Linked DNA regions of Mus musculus: region 1 is linked to region 2. The links are chromatin contacts, called in public Hi-C maps. All regions are on one chromosome and are shown on one strand. Each heading gives the region's core, a stretch centred on a gene start, on an enhancer-like site or on the middle of the called end of the contact. The rest is flanking DNA. Distances are from core to core; before and after follow the strand shown. Region 1 holds the start of Cdh13 (cadherin 13). Region 2 has its middle 45 kb from the start of Gm25200.

What was found. A called contact is a pair of places that touch in the nucleus more often than the background predicts.
Region 1: a Hi-C map of cortical neurons shows a contact between it and region 2, with 2.2 times the contacts expected there. The contact joins the promoter of Cdh13 here to the enhancer-like site in region 2. A contact is called at or near these places in 5 of 39 promoter capture datasets (the 3T3-L1 cell line, 3T3-L1-derived adipocytes, cranial neural crest and 1 more), 12 of 484 Hi-C or Micro-C datasets (the HL-1 cell line, cerebral cortex, cortical neurons and 7 more) and 1 of 115 datasets of contacts at active chromatin or transcription factors (neural progenitor cells).

What each region holds. Positions count from the first base shown.
Region 1 is chr8:118,280,854-118,286,217 of GRCm38.p6, forward strand. Cdh13 (cadherin 13) reads left to right here and starts at 2,758. Exons shown (of 14, transcript NM_019707.5): 1 at 2,758-3,045. The coding sequence starts at 3,001. The region is part of intron 2 of Gm51555 (a long non-coding RNA gene); the gene reads right to left.
Region 2 is chr8:118,162,805-118,168,120 of GRCm38.p6, forward strand. It overlaps a transcript of Cdh13 not described here. Among named protein-coding and RNA genes, the nearest start is that of Gm25200, 45 kb to the left of the region's middle. Within about 2 kb of position 3,422, at least 5 of the 459 cell types and tissues checked have an H3K27ac peak or open chromatin away from gene starts, as enhancers often do. A contact at or near this core is called in cortical neurons, where this site is marked.

The DNA.
Region 1 (5,364 bases), core at 1,508-4,007, 120 kb after region 2:
ATAGACCTGGGGATTTATAATGGGATCCGATGCCCCCTTCTGGTGTGTCTGAAGATAGTGACAGTGTACTCATATACATAAAATAAATAAATCTAAAAACAAAACAAACAAACAAAAACCAGTAAAACTCTAACACCACCAGGGTAAAGTCTGAAGGGCTGTTCTAAGCTGGGGGCTCTGGGATGGTCAGGGCCTCTGTTGTGACTACACTTTCTTCACATCTGTTTCTACACTGTCTTCCTGCAGATGCTTACCTGCGAATACTCCCCAGTAAAGGCACTTTGCACAAATGCTTCTGATCCCTATTACCAGGGAAACAAACCAGCCTGTCTGACAGTGGCCATGAAACAAACACCCCAGCCTTGCAGTGACACATGTCACTCTCAATCACAGCTCCTTGGCTAGATCTGGTCACGTGCTACACCCCAATTGGAAACAAGTCTAGCCCTGACATTTACTTAGAAGGCAGAAGCCTAGGTACATTTTGCGAGAGACACTAAGGATGATGGATTGGGGAGAGCGCATGAAGGCTGACCAAAGTATAAAGGCAGGACACCAACTGTCGTTAAGGGTATCTAGGACCCTCCCTACTCAATGAGTGGCCTCCCTGGGCAAGGCTGTTGTTATGAAGATAAGGGAAGACCTTTCGATTCTACCAGTGCACTGTTACCTTGATTACCCATCCTCTGAGCTGAGCTGTCCCCTCTTCCTGTCTCCTTGTCTATATTTGCTAACCTCTGGTCTCAGGGTAGCTGGCCTCTGGTTGACCAGATGACGGTTTTCCTGGAATAGAGACTAATAGAGAGATTTCAGATATCCTTATTTGGATCTCTGTAGACTCCAAGCTTGTCTGCTATCTCTGAGCAGCAATGTGGGGGACGGATTTCTGTACACATGGCTCTCACACTGTCCTCTTTATGGAATGCCATCTACTACAGGACATGTTTATGAAATTCTCAGGGCAGGTGGCGCTATTTAGGCGATCAGATGAGAACGGATGAGGCAGTGGTTTCCTCAATATCGTCTGTGGGCTCTCCGGATGGCATTGCTATCTGTAATGTGTGTAGTTGGCTAAAACAACCAAGCACCAGACATGAAAGCATTGTCACGAAGGCCCTTGGGGGGTGGGGGTGGGGGAGAATCACATGCAGTGACCTTATGGCCAAGGCGCAGACAAGGGAGGAATTTTAGAAAGCATGTCAGTTTGAGTGGGTGAGGTGCTCATTCAACGAGGTGCCGCTGAATCCGCAGTGTGACCTTAGGAGTTTTAGCCAGGAGACAAATGGAGACTCAAAGTCTGGGCAACTTGCTCTGAATAAAGAGCTGGGGTGTCAGCAGGCTAGTTCAGTTCCAGACTCTAGGGTCCTCCTTACCGTCTGCTAGTTCTTGATTGACTTAGCTATCTGCTCTTTGATACATACCAATCACTGTCTCATCATCCCAGGCCCTGTGCTGGCAGTTGAAATATTTCCCAAACCCACTGGCCTATTGCTCAGTGTCTCGCTGTGACAGATGCCACGTGATATATTGATACCAGTATTGAATGTAACTTATACACATTTTCTTTACTTTCTTTCTTTTTTTTCATTTATATATTTTTTTTTTTTGTTTTTTTGTTTTTGTTTTTGTTTTGTTTGGTTTGGTTTGGTTTGGTTTTTTTGAGTCAGGGTTTCTCTGTGTAGTCATGGCGGTCCTGGAACTCACTCTGTAGACCAGGCTGGCCTGGAACTCAAAAATCTGCCTGCCTCTGCCTCCCAAGTGCTGGGATTAAAGGCATGCGCCACCACTGCCCGGCTACTTATACACATTTTCTACAACAAAAATGGCATTCATTTTCTTTTTCATATTGCTTTGGCTACTAGGAAGCTCATTTGTCCAAATCACAGCAACTCGGTTGTAGTTGGAAGTTAGCGTTTTAGTTTTATAAACTTTTTTTGCGGTCCAAGTTTTCTATCTCAGATGGATAAATGCCTTTTATTGTAAAACCCATAAGTCCTCTCAGGAAGAAAGCTGCACGAAAATAAGGACTTTCCTGCCTTAGCTTTAGATCTCTTCGAGGGAAGAACCGCCTTATGTGTCCCTGTTTCTCTAATCTCCAACACTCCCCAACTCTAGGACTCCTTGAGCCATGGCTAGCACTGTTTCGAGCCCTTGGGAATAGCTCAGGGACTCTGAAAGGTCACATCCAAAGGGGGAAAAACAGAATTTTCTCAAGCCATGACTCACTCTGGCTTTGGTTCACGCTTGTGGAGTGTCGGCCAGTCCCACCCTCACCTGAGCAGTTAATAAAATCTATTGCTCCTTGATGGATTTTTCCTGCAAGCTAGAATTGATCTGTCCACTCTGTGATTTGTGGTGATGGCAGAAAAACACCAAACACCACCGGTGGCTGAGCCACTTTGGGGGCCGATGGGGGCGGGGGGGGGGTGAGGGGGAGAGGGCGAACGAAAAACAAAGCCAAAGAAATCTACCAGCAAGACTCTTAGGGCATAGAGGGCTGCGGCTGCGGGGGTCATTTTATGTGATTTATTGGGAATAAAGTGGATCTTATTAACATTTTAATAAAGAGAATCTTTTTTCGCAATGTGTTAGAAGTGGCTGCCGGTCCCGGGTGCAATTCCAGTTCCTAGGGAAAGTGGAATCAGTTGGCATTGCCCAGCCTGATTTGTGAGGCTGGGCACCAGGAGTCAAAAAAAAAAAAAAAAAAAAAGCCAACGTGCCGCCTCCTTGCTCGGAGGGGGCTCTCCCTGCGAGGTGCTCGCCCCTATCTGCCATGCAAAACGAGGGAGCGTTATGAAGGAATCCGTCTTGTAAAGCCATTGGTCCTGGTCATCAGCCGCTACCCAATGCTTTCGCGATGCTGCCGCTGATCTATTTGGGAAGTTGGCTGGCTGGCGAGGCAGAGCCTCTCCTCAAAGGCTGGCTCCCACGGAAAATATGCTCAGTGCAGCCGCGTGTGTGAATGCAAACGCCGCCAGGCGCTTCTTCTAGTCGGGCAAGATGCAGCCGAGAACTCCGCTCACCCTGTGCGTCCTGCTGTCCCAGGTAGGGAATGTGAGCCGCAGTCAGCGCGCTCCCACCAGCTTTCTGCATTCAGATCGCCCTGCTTGGTGATGGCCAGAAGCAATCGGAGGGACGCGGGGCTTCTGCTAGCCGCCGTGCAGATATACCCGGCTAGCTCAGATGCGAGGTCACCCTCAGCTCCGATCCTAGAGGAGCCTGGCTCCTCTTGCCGGCTAGTGTGTGTGTGTGTGTGTGTGTGTGTGTGTGTGTGTGTGTGCGCGTGTAAGCTCATTCTAGGGAAGACAGAGCCTTTTTGCAAGCAAAGCGACATCCTGGCTGACATCAAGTAGGGTAACTTTGGTTCGCCTCCTCCCGAGGTTCGTGCATCGGATACACACTCCTTTCGAGGCGACTCCTAGGGATTGTGCTTGCCCCGTAGCCCAGTGCCTTAGCCGGGAGGAGGGGGGGCGGGAAGAGCCATTCGGTTCAGCCGGCAGCCGGGCTGGGAGAGGCCGGAGCTGGCATCACTGACTTCCCGGGGCGCTCGTCCTCTCTTCGCCCAGCTCGGCTGGCGAGCTGCAAGGCGCCTCCCGCCAGCGGATCTCCGCAGCCCGGCTGCTGCTGTCTTTCAAAGCAAGGCGCCCGCCGCTCCGGCTTTGGGGTCTTCCGGCTCTCCAGCTCCGGGCTGAAAGGGGCCTGAGCACGATCCCCGGTCTCCTCTGCATAGCGCAGGCCCACTACCCCCAGCCCCTTGGGCCCCCATTGTCCAGACAGCTGGAGCTCCTGCCCGAGCCCAGGCTGCAGCCTCTGTTGTCTTCCCCGGGCGGGCGGGTGGCGCTGAGCACAAGGAAAAGTTCAAGCCTCCTCACCAGGCTGCAGCTGCCTGGCAGATAACCCTCCAGATCCTTGCGGTGCCAGGGCAAGGTTGGGAGAGCAGGAGAGGCATGTTGGGGCTCTCCTCAGCCCGGCTGAAGCTCGGAGATCCCTGGAAGTTTGGGTGTAGGAAAGCAACACTTAGGGGACAGGCCAGAGGCACTGGAGGCTGAGGAGGCACGCCCAGTCCTCCTCTAAGGACTGAAGCTCCAGGAAGCATGCTGGCATACTGGCTCGGTCCCTCCTTGTCCTTTTAGGCAGCCTCTGGGAACTAGAACTGGCAGTCTACAAGTGGGTAGTTGCAGAAGTGCAGGGCCATGCAGAGAGAATGGGGGGGGGGGGTGCGGGAATGCCTGAGGCATGGGTGTTGAGTTTTCTGGGCAGGATTCTTGGGTTCCAGTGGAAGAGGCACGGGGTTGTACATGAAGTGGGAAACTGGAGATGAAGTCAGGGTTCGGTAGGAAGCCTTCTAAGGGGAGATGGCTGCTGGAGAGGAGCTGGCACCCCAGAAATGCAATGACCATAGAAATGACCCAAGGGTGTGTGTGTGAGTGTGTGACCCTGCCAGGACCCTGGGTGACAGAGTAGTAAGATGCTTTCTGCTGGGCAGGCTCTCCTGTCCTGAGTTCTGACATCTCTGTCAGTGGACACACAGTCCTGGGGCACACACAGTTGTTGCTCTTTTCTATTAGAGGTTTTCTAGCTGATTCTCTAGGGCCCTGCTATGGATCCCATCGTTGCTTTGGAAGCAGCTCCCCACCTCTCCAGGGCTCTAACTATCCCTAAGGCAGAGAAGGTTGTGTGCCTCCTAATTTCGCAAGGTGGGGCAGAGCACACCTGGGTAGAAAGATCCAGACAGATCCTTCCTGTCCTCTAATGCTAGTAGACCCACCATGGGCAAAGCTGAGCTTTCAGGCTCTCCACAGTAGAAGAATCTATTACCATCATCAACCCTGGACCTGCTGGGTGAACAAGGCAGCGTGCAACAGGCAGCCCTAGGCAGTGGATTTCACAAGTCCCGCCTCTCTGGGAGCGGTTGGCATCTGGGGCATGGACTCCTGCCTTACCCGGGACTTTTCTAGTTCTCCTGTCTTAGTATGTATTAGGTTCCAGGGCTCATGCAAACTGATGCTTATCTATGGGCACAGCAGACTGGGGGTGGAGGTGGGGGAGCTCCGGGGAGCCTGCCAGGGGCCTAGGGGCTTCCTATGGGGCACCTCTGCAGAGCAACAGGGGTGTCTTCTTCTCCCGCAGGGCCGGCTGGCAAAGGTGGCTTTAAAAGCCCACTCAGTTGCTTCTGAACTGTAAATAAATGGCCAGCCCTGGGGGGTTTTAGCTCTCACTTTGATTGTCTTGCATAATCAGAGCGCTCATCTGCATGAAGATAGTGACTGCTGTTCTCTGGGCTGAAGCACCTGGAGGGGAAATAGTCTCCACCCCATGCAAGGTGCAGCGGAGTTCACCAACAACAGGCTTAAACGCAGGGGG
Region 2 (5,316 bases), core at 2,172-4,671:
AAGAAGAAAAGAAAGAAAACAAAATACTCAATGTCTTAAGTGTCTTGGTTTGAGTTTCCATTGCTGTGAAGAGACACCATGACCAAGGCAACTCTTATAAGGACACCATTTAATTGAGGCTGGCTCACAGGTTCAGAGGTTCGGTTCATTATCATCATGGTGGGAACATGGCAGCATCCAGGCAGGCATGGTACAGGAGGAGCTGAGAGTTCTACATCTTCATCAAAGGGAAGCCAGGGGCAGACTGTTAACAAGGAGCTAGAAGGAGCGTCTTAAAGCCCACTCCCACAATGACATACTTCCTCCAACAAAGCTACACCTACCCTAACAAGGCCTCACCTCCTCATAGTGCCACTTCCTGGGTCAAGTATATTCAACCCACCACAGTAAGTGTATAATTGTTGTGTTGGGCTGCATTCATAACTATCCTGGGCCATGTGTGACCTACTGGCCACAAGTTGGACACCCAGTCCTAAGGCCTGGTGTCTGTTCTCAGGACCATATTTTACATGCCATTGGTTTTCAGCTTCTGTCATGATTTGGAAGAAGTGTTCCCCTGAATGGTACAAGCACAGAAGGGTTGGATCTCACCTGCTCATGCTATTTTGGGAGCTTTGGGAACTTTAGAAGAGAAACATACCTAGAGAAGGGAGGTTCCCCAGGGCATATCCCCAGGTGTGGTTTCCTGTCCTGGACCCTCTCTGTTCTTCACCTTTCTTTTTTTCTAACTTGATATGAATTGCTTCATTTTACCACATTCTCCCTACCTTGATGGGTGGGTGAATGGGTGTATAAGTTGGTAGGTGAGGAGATAAAGTGGATGGTGGATGGATAGATAGATTGATGGATGGATGCATACATGGACAGGTAAGTAGATAGGTACATGAGTAGATGGATTGGTGGATGAGTGGATAGATGGATGGGTAAAAGGGTAGGAACCTCTGAGGCCAGAAGTCAAGATAAGTCCTTTCTCCACCAAGCCAGTCAAGGCAGGTATTTTGACTGAAATCATGACTAAATACATCATTTTGCTTTAGCTTCTAGGTGCCCAGTGTACATGCCAACACTGCAGTTTAGAGTCTCTCTGAACTGTTACTTCCTAAAAAGCAGGGAAGGATCCTGCTGGCCTTAAAGTATTTCCTGATATGATACCCACATGGTACCTGTTTGTAGCTGGTCTGCACAGCCAGGCTTCTAGAGAGAGCGATCCTTGGACATTCATCTTCATAATCTCTTATGGGAGGGGAAAGCAAAGACAAGGGAACATATTCCTGAGTAATTTATTCTGTTCTCTGGCATTGATGAAAGGGATAAAAATAAATCAGTGTTTCTACTCAACTCATTTGAAGGACAAGCCAAAATCACACCATTAAAAATTAACATCTAAAACAGATTGTACATTACAAGGGATGAGTTCAGACCCAAAGTAGAATAATTGACTAAATGAATCTACAGAATGTGAGATATGACGAATTTACTCTCATTTCCAGTGGTTAAGAAATAAAAGAAGACAGATTATCTTCATTTTGGCTGGGAAGGTTTGCAGAAAGAGCCCGGTACATCTTATTGGAGTTAGAAGAAGAGCTAAGAAAGAGGCTAAGAAAGCATTGGGTCGTGAGATTTATCAGTGATCTCATTACCTGTGGAGGCATGCCAACATTACCAGGTATTTCTTTTCCTTGGAGCCACATAAACTCTAGAGGATATTATAACCACAAGTTTCTGATATCCTGAAAAACTGTATCTATTGTGTGTATTGATTGGGATCATCTACTAGTGTGGGAACCCTTCATCCACTCATCATCCACTATTTCCCACCCATTAATCCATCTACCCATTCCTCCATCCATCATTCACCCATCCACTTATCCATTTATACATTCATCCACTCACTCATAGACCTACCCACCCACTAAGTTATCGGTTCACCGAGCCATCCGCCCACAGATTCTTCTATCCATCCTCATCACCTACTCACCCATCCATTCATTCACATGGCTCTGCACTCACCCATACATCCATCTTCTCACATTCATCAATCCATCAAAGAATCCACTATCACCTACCTGCCCACTCATTTATCTGTCCATCCACCCACTCACATACCTCTTTATCCATTCATTCACAAATTTATAGATGCACTCACCCACCATTTACTCATTCATGCACTCACCCACTCATTTACTCATTTACCTACCCATGCATACCCCCACCTTTCTACTCATCCACTTACCCATCCACCAATCTAGTCACTCATCCATCCATTCATCTATCATTCACCACTCATTCATCTACTGATCTGTCCATACATCCACCCATCCACCCACCCATCTATCCATATCCATCCATCCACTCATGTACCTATCTATTTACCCACATATCTATTCATCCGTCCATCCATCAACCCACTCACCCATTTATATACCCATTAACCCACCCATCCATCCATCCGTCCGTCCATCCATCTGTCTATCTATCCATCCATCCATCCACCCATCCATCATCCACTCACATACCCATCTACTTACCTACCTATTTGTCCATCCATCCATCTACCTACTCACTCATTTATCTACCCATCCATCCATCTATCCATCCATCCATCCATCCATCCATCCATCCATCCATCCATCCATGCATCCATCATTTATAGGATACCTTCCTGCCTGTGCTCTGTTCTGTACTGAAGCAGAAATCAGGAATGGGTAAGACAGAACCAATGGGTAGGAGTCTTTGCTCTTAAAGAAATGAATTCAATATTTGGGATTTCAGCATTTATACAACTCATAGCCAAGACCAGATAATCCTCTGTTGTGGCAGTTGCCATGTTCTTATAGATGATGTAACAGTACACCTAACCTATGATCACTAGATTCCAGGAGTACCTAACCTATCAGATATCAAAAGTATCTAGATATATTGACAAATGTCCCCAATGGGGACCAGGAGGATGTTCTGATTGTTCCTGGCATCCTCTCCAGTCTCACTGACTTCTTAGTTGTGGGACACTTTGTTTCTACACTCTCTTTCTCTGAAGCACCCCACAGAGATGTTTGATAAACATGTGAGGCCAAGTGAATATATGAGTATGTGATGGATGGTCAGTCTGTCTTTACAGCATTAACCCTTGCCCAAGAAACTGACAAGCATCAAGGGAGACCTTGGATCCTGGCCATGCACTGTGGCCAGCTAGCAATAGCTTCAAATTTCACCTCTGCTAAGTGAAAAAACAAAAACAAAAACAAAATCAAAACCTGTTTGGGGGTATTTAGCTATGTAAACCTGACTGATAATTGAGTGGCTGGATTTCTTCAGTTCCAACAGATTGGTTTGCCATTCTGTAGCCACAATAACAGAGCAAAGTAACAATCATGGCTATGTTTAATTTTCTGAAGAGCGCTGCATCTCTGAGGCTAGCAATCTGGCCAATTAAATGTGGCCGATTGGCACTCCCACACATGTTTGGGGGGGGGGGTATTTAAAATAGCTCTCTGCAAAAAGGGGAAAAAAACATCAAAGCTACAGAGAAAGTTGTAATTCTCCCAAGATTTCATGTTTCAAAAGCAAGCTTGTGATGGTAAAATTGCTCTGGGTGACAGAGAGGAGACAAGCCATCCATTTGGAGTGAATTGGTGTCAAGTTGAGCGTTGTCTCTGAGGCTAGTAATTGTGTCTGTTTGTGGAATTGGATAATTTTTTATGTTCAAGAAAATCATGAAGCTTCGATTCCTCTTGGATTGCGGTCATAGTATACTTGACCTCCGGGTCAGCCATTTGGATGGGGCCACAAGTGTTCCTTAGCACTTTCTTTACAACCTGAGGCTTAATCAAAGCGTGCTTGGTAGGCACAGGCAAAGGACTCCTCAGCTGCTTCCTTCTGGACTCAGTCCTGGCAGGTTTGTGGACTGTGCCATGCCATTGTGAAGCATCACTAGCATATGGCCATAACATTTGGTTAGCCCAGGAGTGTGGGCTTATGTTGCTTGAACTTCAAGGGCTCAGAGCATCCTGTAATTCCAGGGTCAACTGCAGTTTCACTAATTGGCTCTGCTCATCTGTTCCACATTTGTTCATCTATCTGAAGGCACTATGATTTTCAGGTGATCAAAACTGGCCTCATCCAGTGACCGTGATACATTTTAGAGGCCTAGTGGAGAAATGTGCATGAACGGGTGCAGAAGGACCGTAGCTTACATTGCATTCGCTCAGATCTACAAGTCAAAGTACACTCAGAGCTGAGCGCAGTGTTAGGGTGCCATAAAGAAGGCTGAGACCTAGCCAGAGTGAGAGGGCCCTGCCAAGGTCCATGGCCAAGGGCATGGGGACTGAAGGGAGGTTCCCTGAAAATTATCACCACATCAGGCTGCTACAAAAGCTGTCCTGCAGAGAGGATCTCAGGGCTAGACACTGATGCCATCTAAGAATGAGCAAGAATGTCTTCATGGCAATGTTCAGAGAAGAATGAAGGGCTTGTACAGTGCTATGGCCATGGCTACTATTAGCATCCATTTTCTCTGGGTGGACAGAGTCATGGCAGGCTTAAGGAAAGATTTGCACACATGTAAGTAGTAACTAAAGGAAGAGAGTAGTTCTATCCCCCTGGGATCTACATTTGAGATCACATAGGAATTCCATCCCTAGCCATGGGAGGACTTGACTATAGAATGGTGGACAGTAAGACTGTGGCCGTAAGGAAAATAATGGAGGTCCCCAAACATGATGAGCTGGATTTAAATGACCTACCCTTGAAATCTGAAAAATGATTTCTGTCCCCAAGTCACCTACAAATGACTCAATTCACAATTGCACTGGGGCATGCAAAGCTTACCACCCAAAATGCAGCTGAAATAACTACAACTTCTGAACGGCAGTGTTTTTGTGCAGAGAGCTCTGAAGTCATGCCCAAGGCAGTTGTGGTGGCTCATCTGGGCTCTGTCAGATTGACATACCTGGGAAGAGAGAACCTAGTTGAAGAATTGCTTCTATCAGATTGGCCTGTAGGCATGTCTGGGGTCACTTTAGTGATTCCTAATTGATGAAAGAAGGCTCATCCCACTTTGGGTGGTATCATCCCCTAGGCTGGTGATGACAACCCTATGGGATGCTTAAGAAAGGTAGCTGGATATGAGCTGGAGAGCAGTGTGATAGCAGTATTCCTCCACGCTCTCTGCTTCAGTTCCCATGTTCCCGAATCCTCTCTCCACCTTCCAGAAGTGTGAGGTGAAAAGCCCTTTCTTCTCTGAGATGATGTTGGTCAAAGCGTTGTATTAAAGAAGCAGAAGAGAAACCCCGACAGTGATTGACATGGAATCTCCAT